2 separate regions of the Oryctolagus cuniculus genome follow, and region 1 is linked to region 2. A link is a contact called in public Micro-C data. All regions are on one chromosome and are shown on one strand. Each heading gives the region's core, a stretch centred on a gene start, on an enhancer-like site or on the middle of the called end of the contact. The rest is flanking DNA. Distances are from core to core; before and after follow the strand shown.

Region 1 (3,819 bases), core at 1,294-3,793, 150 kb before region 2:
CTCCTGTCTTCAGTCTGGTCCAGTCCTGGCCTTTGTGACCATCTGGGGAGTAAACCAGTGGATGGAAGATCGATCTCTCTCTGTCTCTCCCTCTCTCTCTGTAACTCTGACTTTAAAATAAATAAACATCTCTTTTTTAAAAAAATTGAGATTAGCAGGGCTAATTTCTGTCTCTATATAAACATACATATAGCACCAAAAAGTACAATCAATAAAATACAAATTAGAAAATGTTCAAAAAAGCCATCATTGCAGCAACAAACTACACTTCAAATTATATACCCAACACTTTCATGTAGTAAAATGATAACTCCCGCTGAACAGAACAGTTCCTATAATTTCAGACTTGAAATAGGATTGCATCTCCAATGGCACACTAGAGTCAGGTCCATAATACACTCTCAAGTAACTTAAGTGAATTAACTTAATAACATAGGTATTTAATACTACCTAGTCAACTGGTAATGGAAATAACTGTTTTGGTTCTGGCACAGCTGATATAGAACCGTAAAAGGACAAAAGGTTAAGTTGTTTAAGTACTCTTTTGAATTGGGATAACAGGCCCATTTGATAAGGGAGAGAAGGATGACTGCCTGCCTACATGCTGTGGCAATTTGGCTTGTGTTTAGCCCATCTAAAGACAGTGCACTTCAGTATTAATTTTTTTTTTTTTATATTTGACAGAGTTATAGACAGAGAGAGACACACACACAGAGAGGTCTTCCTTCTGTTGGTTCACTCCCCTAATGGCCGCCACGGCCAGCACTGCGCCGATCCGAAGCCAAGAGCCAGGTGCTTCCTCCTGGTCTCCCATGGGGTGCAGGGCCCAAGCACTTGGGCCATCCTCCACTGCCCTCCCGGGCCACAGCAGAGAGCTGGCCTGGAAGAGGATCAACCAGGACTAGAACCTGGCGCACATATGGGATGCGGGGGCCGCAGGAGAAGGATTAACCAAGTGAGACATGGCGTCGGCCCCCTTCAGTATTAATTTTAAATATGCTTTGATTTTACATATATGATAGTAACTATTTAACACTCTGAAGAATTGCCAGATTGTTTTCCAAATTTTAAATGTTTTTTTTATTATTATTTCAAAGGGAGAGTTAGAGAAGTATCTTCCATCTGCTGGTTCACGCCACAAATGGCTGCAGAGGCCAGCGCTCAGCCAGGAGCCTAGAATCCCATCTGGGACTCCCACGAGGGTGCAGGGGCCTAAGTACTTGGGCCATCCTCTGCTGCTTCCCAGGTGCATTAGCAGGGAGCTGGATCAGAAGTCGAGCAGCCAGGACTCCAATTGGGGATCTTACAGGATGCTGGCACTGCAGCCAGTGACGTAGCCTTTGGCACCACAGTTATTCTAGTTTTAATTAAAAAGAAGGGGTTGCTAAAATATGCTTCCATAAGAATGTCAGATGGCAAATAAAACAAACATGGTCTCTGCCCTTGTGGAACTGTCCTTTAGTAGAAGAGACACAAAATCTAAAACCAATGAATTGACTCTAACAAATTATACTAATTACAAAAGAAAAACTCGAAAGATAGCAACAACAAACAACACATAGCCTAGTATTTAACGTAATCAAGGTGGAAAGCAGGTGTGATCATCCTCAAGGAAGAGAAGGAAAAAGTTTTCAGAACTAAAAGGCCACCAAGATTGGAAAAGTTAATAGAAAACAAACACACACATAGAGGCGCGGGCACAAGATCAAATAAAAGCATAGGCAGGAGCCGGATGCGTCAGTTTCTGAAGCGCGACAGGAAACCAGTGCGGCTTTTCACGCAGAGGAACGACATGCTCAAATTAACCAGAGTGCCCGGGCTTCTGTGTGACAACGGAGGATGAGAACGGTACTTCCAGCCGCACGGAGAAACGTGCTTTCAACCTCCAGAGAAATGCACCTCACGTCGACTCCAGGCCCTGGAAGTTACGCGAAACCAGGAACCGAAAGTGGCCGTGGCGGCTCCTGCTATCCGAATGCTTTCAACAGTGTCATCTAGCTAAAGAACACGTCTCCTTGAGCAAGACTTTCGCCCCCTTCAAGTATCTTCTGAGAGGCAAGCGAGGAACCACGGCGGCCAGGGGGGGCGGGATGCTGGGAAAGCAACGCTACCCGGGGGAGCAACCCCAAAGACGCGGCCAGTCTCCCGGAAAAGTGCTCGTCAGAGAGAGAAAAAAGGCTCAACTTCCAAGTGTCTTACTTATATTCTTCCTCCTGGGCGAGGAGGTCCCGTCGGGGAGCCGCAGGCTGCCGCACGCGCGACGGGAGCGGCGTCCCGGGAACGCTGCGTCCCTGTAAAAGAGGCAGAGCCTTTCAGACCTGGAGATCAACTGAGTTATTAGGCCTCCCTGCCGCGGAGGGCCCAACCGCCACCCCCTGGAGGCTGGGGGTGAACTGACCCTCCGACCAAGACTTCGCCCCGCCATCTTTCGCGGCCACGACGCGGTTACCGAGGCAACGACGCATCTTCCCGCGAGAGGTTCCGCATCCCGCAGGGGCGGGAGGTCCCTTCCCTCTCCCCGGGCGCTCGGCGCGAGCGTTGGGGCCGAGCCCGGGGGCGGGGCAGTGGGCGCGGCGGCTCGGCGGTTCGGCGGTTCGATCCAGCTCCACCCGGCCGGTCCGGGAACCGGAGAAGCCGATGTAGTGCTTTGACTAAAGCCCGAGTGTATTCTCGAATAGGGGTGAAAGGGCTCCAGCCAAAGAACGCAGGTCTGTTTCTAATACTCCATAGCAAGCAGGCGAGTGACGCCCTACCCTGTTGTGCTTTCCCAACCATTCGTGGCCAATGTGAGCCTAAGCCCCTTTATGTAAAATGCATTCTTTTCTCAAGTTCTGATTTCTAACGTTTATTCAGAGCGGGAGGAGCTCGGGCTGTCAAATCGGTCGGCCTAAGTTCATATTCTGGTTCTGCTGCTAAGTACCGCCGTGGGAAATCCCTCTGTTACCTCAGCTGCCTCATCTGTGAAATGGGAGGAAGAGTAGTGCCCAGTTCACAGGGTTAGTCTGAGGCATAAATGATATCAGCCTGAGAATCAGGGAACACCGTAAAAAGTCCCCGGTGCCGGTTATTCCGGAGTCAAATTGAGAGTCCAGAAATAAGCCTTCACATGAACGAGCAACTGATCACCAGGGTAGTCGGACATTCAGTGGGCTAAGAGTACTCGACCACAAATGGACAACAGTTGGATATCCACATGCAAAAGAATGGATTGGACCTTACCTTATACCATGCACAAGTTTTTAAAAAGATTTATTCATTTATTTGAAAGGCAGATTTACAGAAAGGCAGAGGCAGAGAGAGAGAGAGAGAGAGAGAAAGAGAGGTCTTACATCTTCTGGTTCACTCCCCAGATGGCCCCAGTGGCCAGAGCTGAGCATATCCGGAGCCAGGAGCCAGGAGCCTCCTCCAAGTCTCCCATGTGGATGCAAGGGCCCAAGGACCTGGGCCATCTTCCACTGCTTTCCCAGGCCATAACAGAGCCGAATCGGAAGTGGAACATCTAGGACTTGAACTGACACCCATATGGGATGCCGGCACTGCAAGTGGCAGCTTTACCTGCTATGCCACAGCACCGGCCCCACCATGTGCAAATATTAAAATGGAACAAAGACCTAAACTTCAAAGCTTAAACTATAAAGCTCTTCAAAGAAATCATAGGTGTAAATCTTCATGCTCTTGAATTAGGTGGTGGATTCTTGAATGTAACACCAAAACCACAAATGAAAAGTGACGAAAGAATAACGGATAAACTGGAGATCATCAAAATAAGCATTTTTGTTTCAAAAAATTGCAATAAAAACACAAGGAGAATTTTACAGA
Region 2 (3,622 bases), core at 127-2,626:
TTAGGTCCTAAAGGCCCAAAGGCCTCCACACACACCCCTCTCATCAGCACCGTCGGTAGAGGGCGGCTTAGGGTTGCAGTTCTGCTGAGCCCTCTAGTGGTTGCTGGGGGAAACATGGTTTTTTTATGCTAAAAACTCAAAGAGTTGCACTCAGGAAGCCAGCCCATGTAATACCAGGTAGGGGACTGTAGAGTCTTGGTTGTCAGCTGCGTTTTTCTAAGGACCTAAGCAGATCTCAGTCGGCTTCCTTCCATGAGTTTCCCACTCCCTATCGGCCCTTCCTAGGATGTGGCAACATAGGGCCACCATTCTCTCTTGGCAAGTTAAGAAAGTAGAACCTAGGAAGTTGGTAACTTTTTACTTCCTCCATCTTCCCCATGGATATAGAGCTCATAGATAAACATTCAAGGGTTTTCAATATAACCCAAGTTGTAGCATGGTTTGCAGGTTCTGAAATTAAACTTTCAGGATCAAATCCTGGCTCCTTGCACTAACTTCAGAATATTATCTAGCCTCTGATCTTGTTTTATCTGTAAGATGGGGAATAATAATCTGTACATATAATTTTGGGGAGGAATTACCATGATAATGTATGGCAAGTGCTAGGTGGACACACTGAACATGTTCAATGAATGGCAGCTACCTCTATGCTTCTTCAAAGCTTCTGTACAGTGCACACCATGTCTGTCAGTTTGGTCCAGAAAAATCCTGTCTTTACAGAGGGCACCTAAGTGAAATGAATCCCCTTAATAACCTATAGTTTACTAAAGTGGTTAAGCTAATAGTGACCTCAGGTTATGGAAAAGGGGGTTCATTTGTGTGATGCAATCAGTGCAATGGGTATTTAGAGTACAAAAGAATCCCAGAGTCCTGGATCCTCACAGAGGAGCTGTGTGTGATACACAGGTGTCCCTCTCCCACCCCATCCTCACCATGTGCAAGTATTCAGGGTAAGTCTGGGCTTGAAGTCTGTGAACCAGGCCCGAGGGCACCGTGCACAAAAGCAAGAGGGTTTCAGGCCAAGGCAGGGAACTGAGCACTCAAAGGCCAAGCCACTCATGCCAATCAGATTCACCATCCACTGGGAATCTAAAGGGTGACAGGGCCTCACAGCCCAAAGTCCATGCACAACAGGAAAGTGGCCAGGAAATCTGACAGGTAGAAACCTGATAGAAACTCTTCAAGCTGAAGGGCTCCTAACACCCACAGGCCCAGAGAAAGGTCAGCGTGAGCCGAGCAGCTGTTGCATCTGGTGCCAGGGCCTTGGCTGTTGTCTTCTACACCCAGGCGGCTTAGGCCTCCCTGACCAGCCCTACCTAGAACAGCCAATCCTTGTGCTCTTAAAGGGGACTGGCTCGTTTGTGGCAGAGGGCAAAGCTGTTCAGTATGAATGGAAAAGGGGGAGTGGTGCAGAGCCTGTGTGTGTGTGTGTGTGTCGGCGGGGAGGGAGGGGGTTTAACTGGCTCCAAAGGACGGAGCTGCTGGCTGAAGCCTAAGCCTCCATGTTGTTGTGAGTATTGCACGCGTTTCTCTCAGAGCCAGGCAGGGGCCTTGGCTGCCAGGGACCCTGACAAGCCGCGACTTGAGCCTATGCCTTGGAGCCTGGGTTGAATTGGGAGCCGTATAAAGGAGGAGGGAGGGCATTCCTGGAAAGGGGGTGGGGTGGGGAGGTGCAGGGGAACCGCATGAGCAAAGGCACGAAGGAAGAATGCATCTGCTGCGCGCTGAGGATGGCATGGAGACTGGCCTGATTGGAGCCCGGAGTTCTTGCAGGGGGATGAAGGGAGCTATGATTGGATAGCTAAAGTGGGGCCAGATTTGGAGGGCTTTGAATGCCCGACCGAGGAGCACTCAACCCAGCTCCCGTCTTGCGACTTCCGTTCAAGACCGAATTACCTCGAGGGTGGTGGATTCCAACGGGTCCTCAGCGCTGGGGGCTTCTGCAAAGTCAGCTTAGCCTCTTACCTGCCTTCATTTGCGGAGGCAGGAAGTCATCCTCCTGGTCGAGGGGAGGGGGGCTCACGTTGATGAATTTCACTTGACCCGCTTCCAAGATACGTTCTCCCCCCCACCCCACCCCCCAAAAAAAATCCCATTTCCACGCCAAATATCATTAAATGTGGTTTCTCCACCTCCTCTTCCTCCTCCTCCTCGCGCAAGTTCTCTTTCTCTCGCCGGCACCTCCCCCACGCTATCCCGGCCTCCGCCACCAGCTGGGCCGGTCCCCTCTCTGCCCCCGGCGGCGCGCGCTTCTCGGCCGCGCCGGCCCGCGCCCGCCCTCCGCACCCGTGTGCCCCCCTCCCAGCCCCCCGCGTCCGTAACCCGCACACCCTCGTCCACGCCCCCCCACCCCCCCTCCCCGGGCGGAGCGGTAGGTGTTGTGCCGTCTGCGCCGGGCCGCAGTGCGGCTGCGCGCACTGGGCTGCCTCCGGGGCTGGCAGGGCAGCAGCGGCCGCGGCGGCGGCGGCGGCGGCGGCGGCGGCGGGGCCGGGAGCGAGCGGCGGCGGCGGCGGCGGCGGCGTGGGGAGTGGCGTGGAGCAGAGCCTGGGGCTGCAGCGGCGCGGGGAACCCGGAGTAGAAAGCCCCGGGGCAAGGAAGGAAGGCTGGGCCGTGGAGTCCCTGATCAGCCGTTCTCGTTGGATTTTGGGGGCAACCTGCCCCCCGCACCTCGTCGTCAGACGCCCCCTCCTCAACCCCCCCCAGCCCCGGCCGCTGACGGGAGAAGGCGGCGGCGGCGGGGGGCTGAGGGGCGCCGCCATGCCTCTCCCGCGGTGAAGCGCCCGGCCGCTCGGTCTCCCCGGTGATGTCCCCCAGGCGGCAGGCGAAAGCGACTCACTCGAGCTCTGGGGTATAGGCCTAGCTTATCCAGCTTCCTTCCTCCTCCTCCTCCTCCTCCTCCTCCTCCTCCCCTCCCCCCCTCTCCCCCCTTCGTCCTCCCCTCCCCGTCTCTTCCCTCACCCTTCCCCGCGCCCCCATCTTCCCTCCCTCCCTCCCACCCCTCCAGCAGCGATGGCAGAGGAACAACAACAGCCGCCACCACAGCAGCCTGATGCCCATCAGCAGCTTCCCCCCAGCGCCCCCAACTCGGGGGTGGCTCTGCCAGCCCTTGTGCCCGGGCTGCCAGGGACAGAGGCCAGCGCGCTGCAACACAAGATCAAGAACTCCATCTGGTAAGAGGATCCTCCATCGCCGGGGTGAAAAAGCCCAGGCACATTGCTGCTGCAAAGGGGGTGGGGGGCGGCGGGCGGGGAGCGCAGCTCGAGGCTGATGCCTTCATTCAAAGTGGGTTTCCAGAGTCGAGTGCGTATTTGCAGGACCTCGGGAGGCGTGGGGACTTTGCAGCAGCCTCTGGTCTCCGTAGCGCCAAAATGCTTTAACCCCCTCCTCAAGTGGGAGTGCAGATACCCAAGTTATTTGTGTTTTTCGCATGGTGTAACAGGAATATTAAGGCGTATGGCATGATGGCAGCATGAATTTGGACCTGGGCATGTGAAATGTGTTTCCTCCTTTTGCAGTCATAGCGGGAGGAAGAAGTGTATTGTGAATTCTCACCAAACAGACATTGTGCGTAAGAATATTAATATGCAGCACAAAACCCAATGGGTCTCTTCCTTTCAGTTGG

What was found. Hi-C and Micro-C count contacts between places; a contact is called where the count stands out from the background.
Region 1: a Micro-C map of ear pinna shows a contact between it and region 2, with 4 times the contacts expected there. The contact joins the promoter of TEX9 here to the promoter of RFX7 in region 2. A contact is called at or near these places in 2 of 6 Hi-C or Micro-C datasets (ear pinna and an unstated tissue).

The regions. Positions count from the first base shown.
Region 1 is chr12:79,062,246-79,066,064 of mOryCun1.1, reverse strand. TEX9 (testis expressed 9) reads right to left here and starts at 2,543. Exons shown (of 12, transcript XM_002717709.4): 1 at 2,399-2,543; 2 at 2,200-2,291. The coding sequence starts at 2,425.
Region 2 is chr12:78,906,879-78,910,500 of mOryCun1.1, reverse strand. RFX7 (regulatory factor X7) reads left to right here and starts at 1,376. Exons shown (of 10, transcript XM_070054229.1): 1 at 1,376-1,510; 2 at 3,005-3,170. The coding sequence starts at 1,387. LOC138844690 (a long non-coding RNA gene) reads right to left here and starts at 2,354. Exons shown (of 4, transcript XR_011380915.1): 1 at 1,897-2,354. It also overlaps the pseudogene LOC138844689.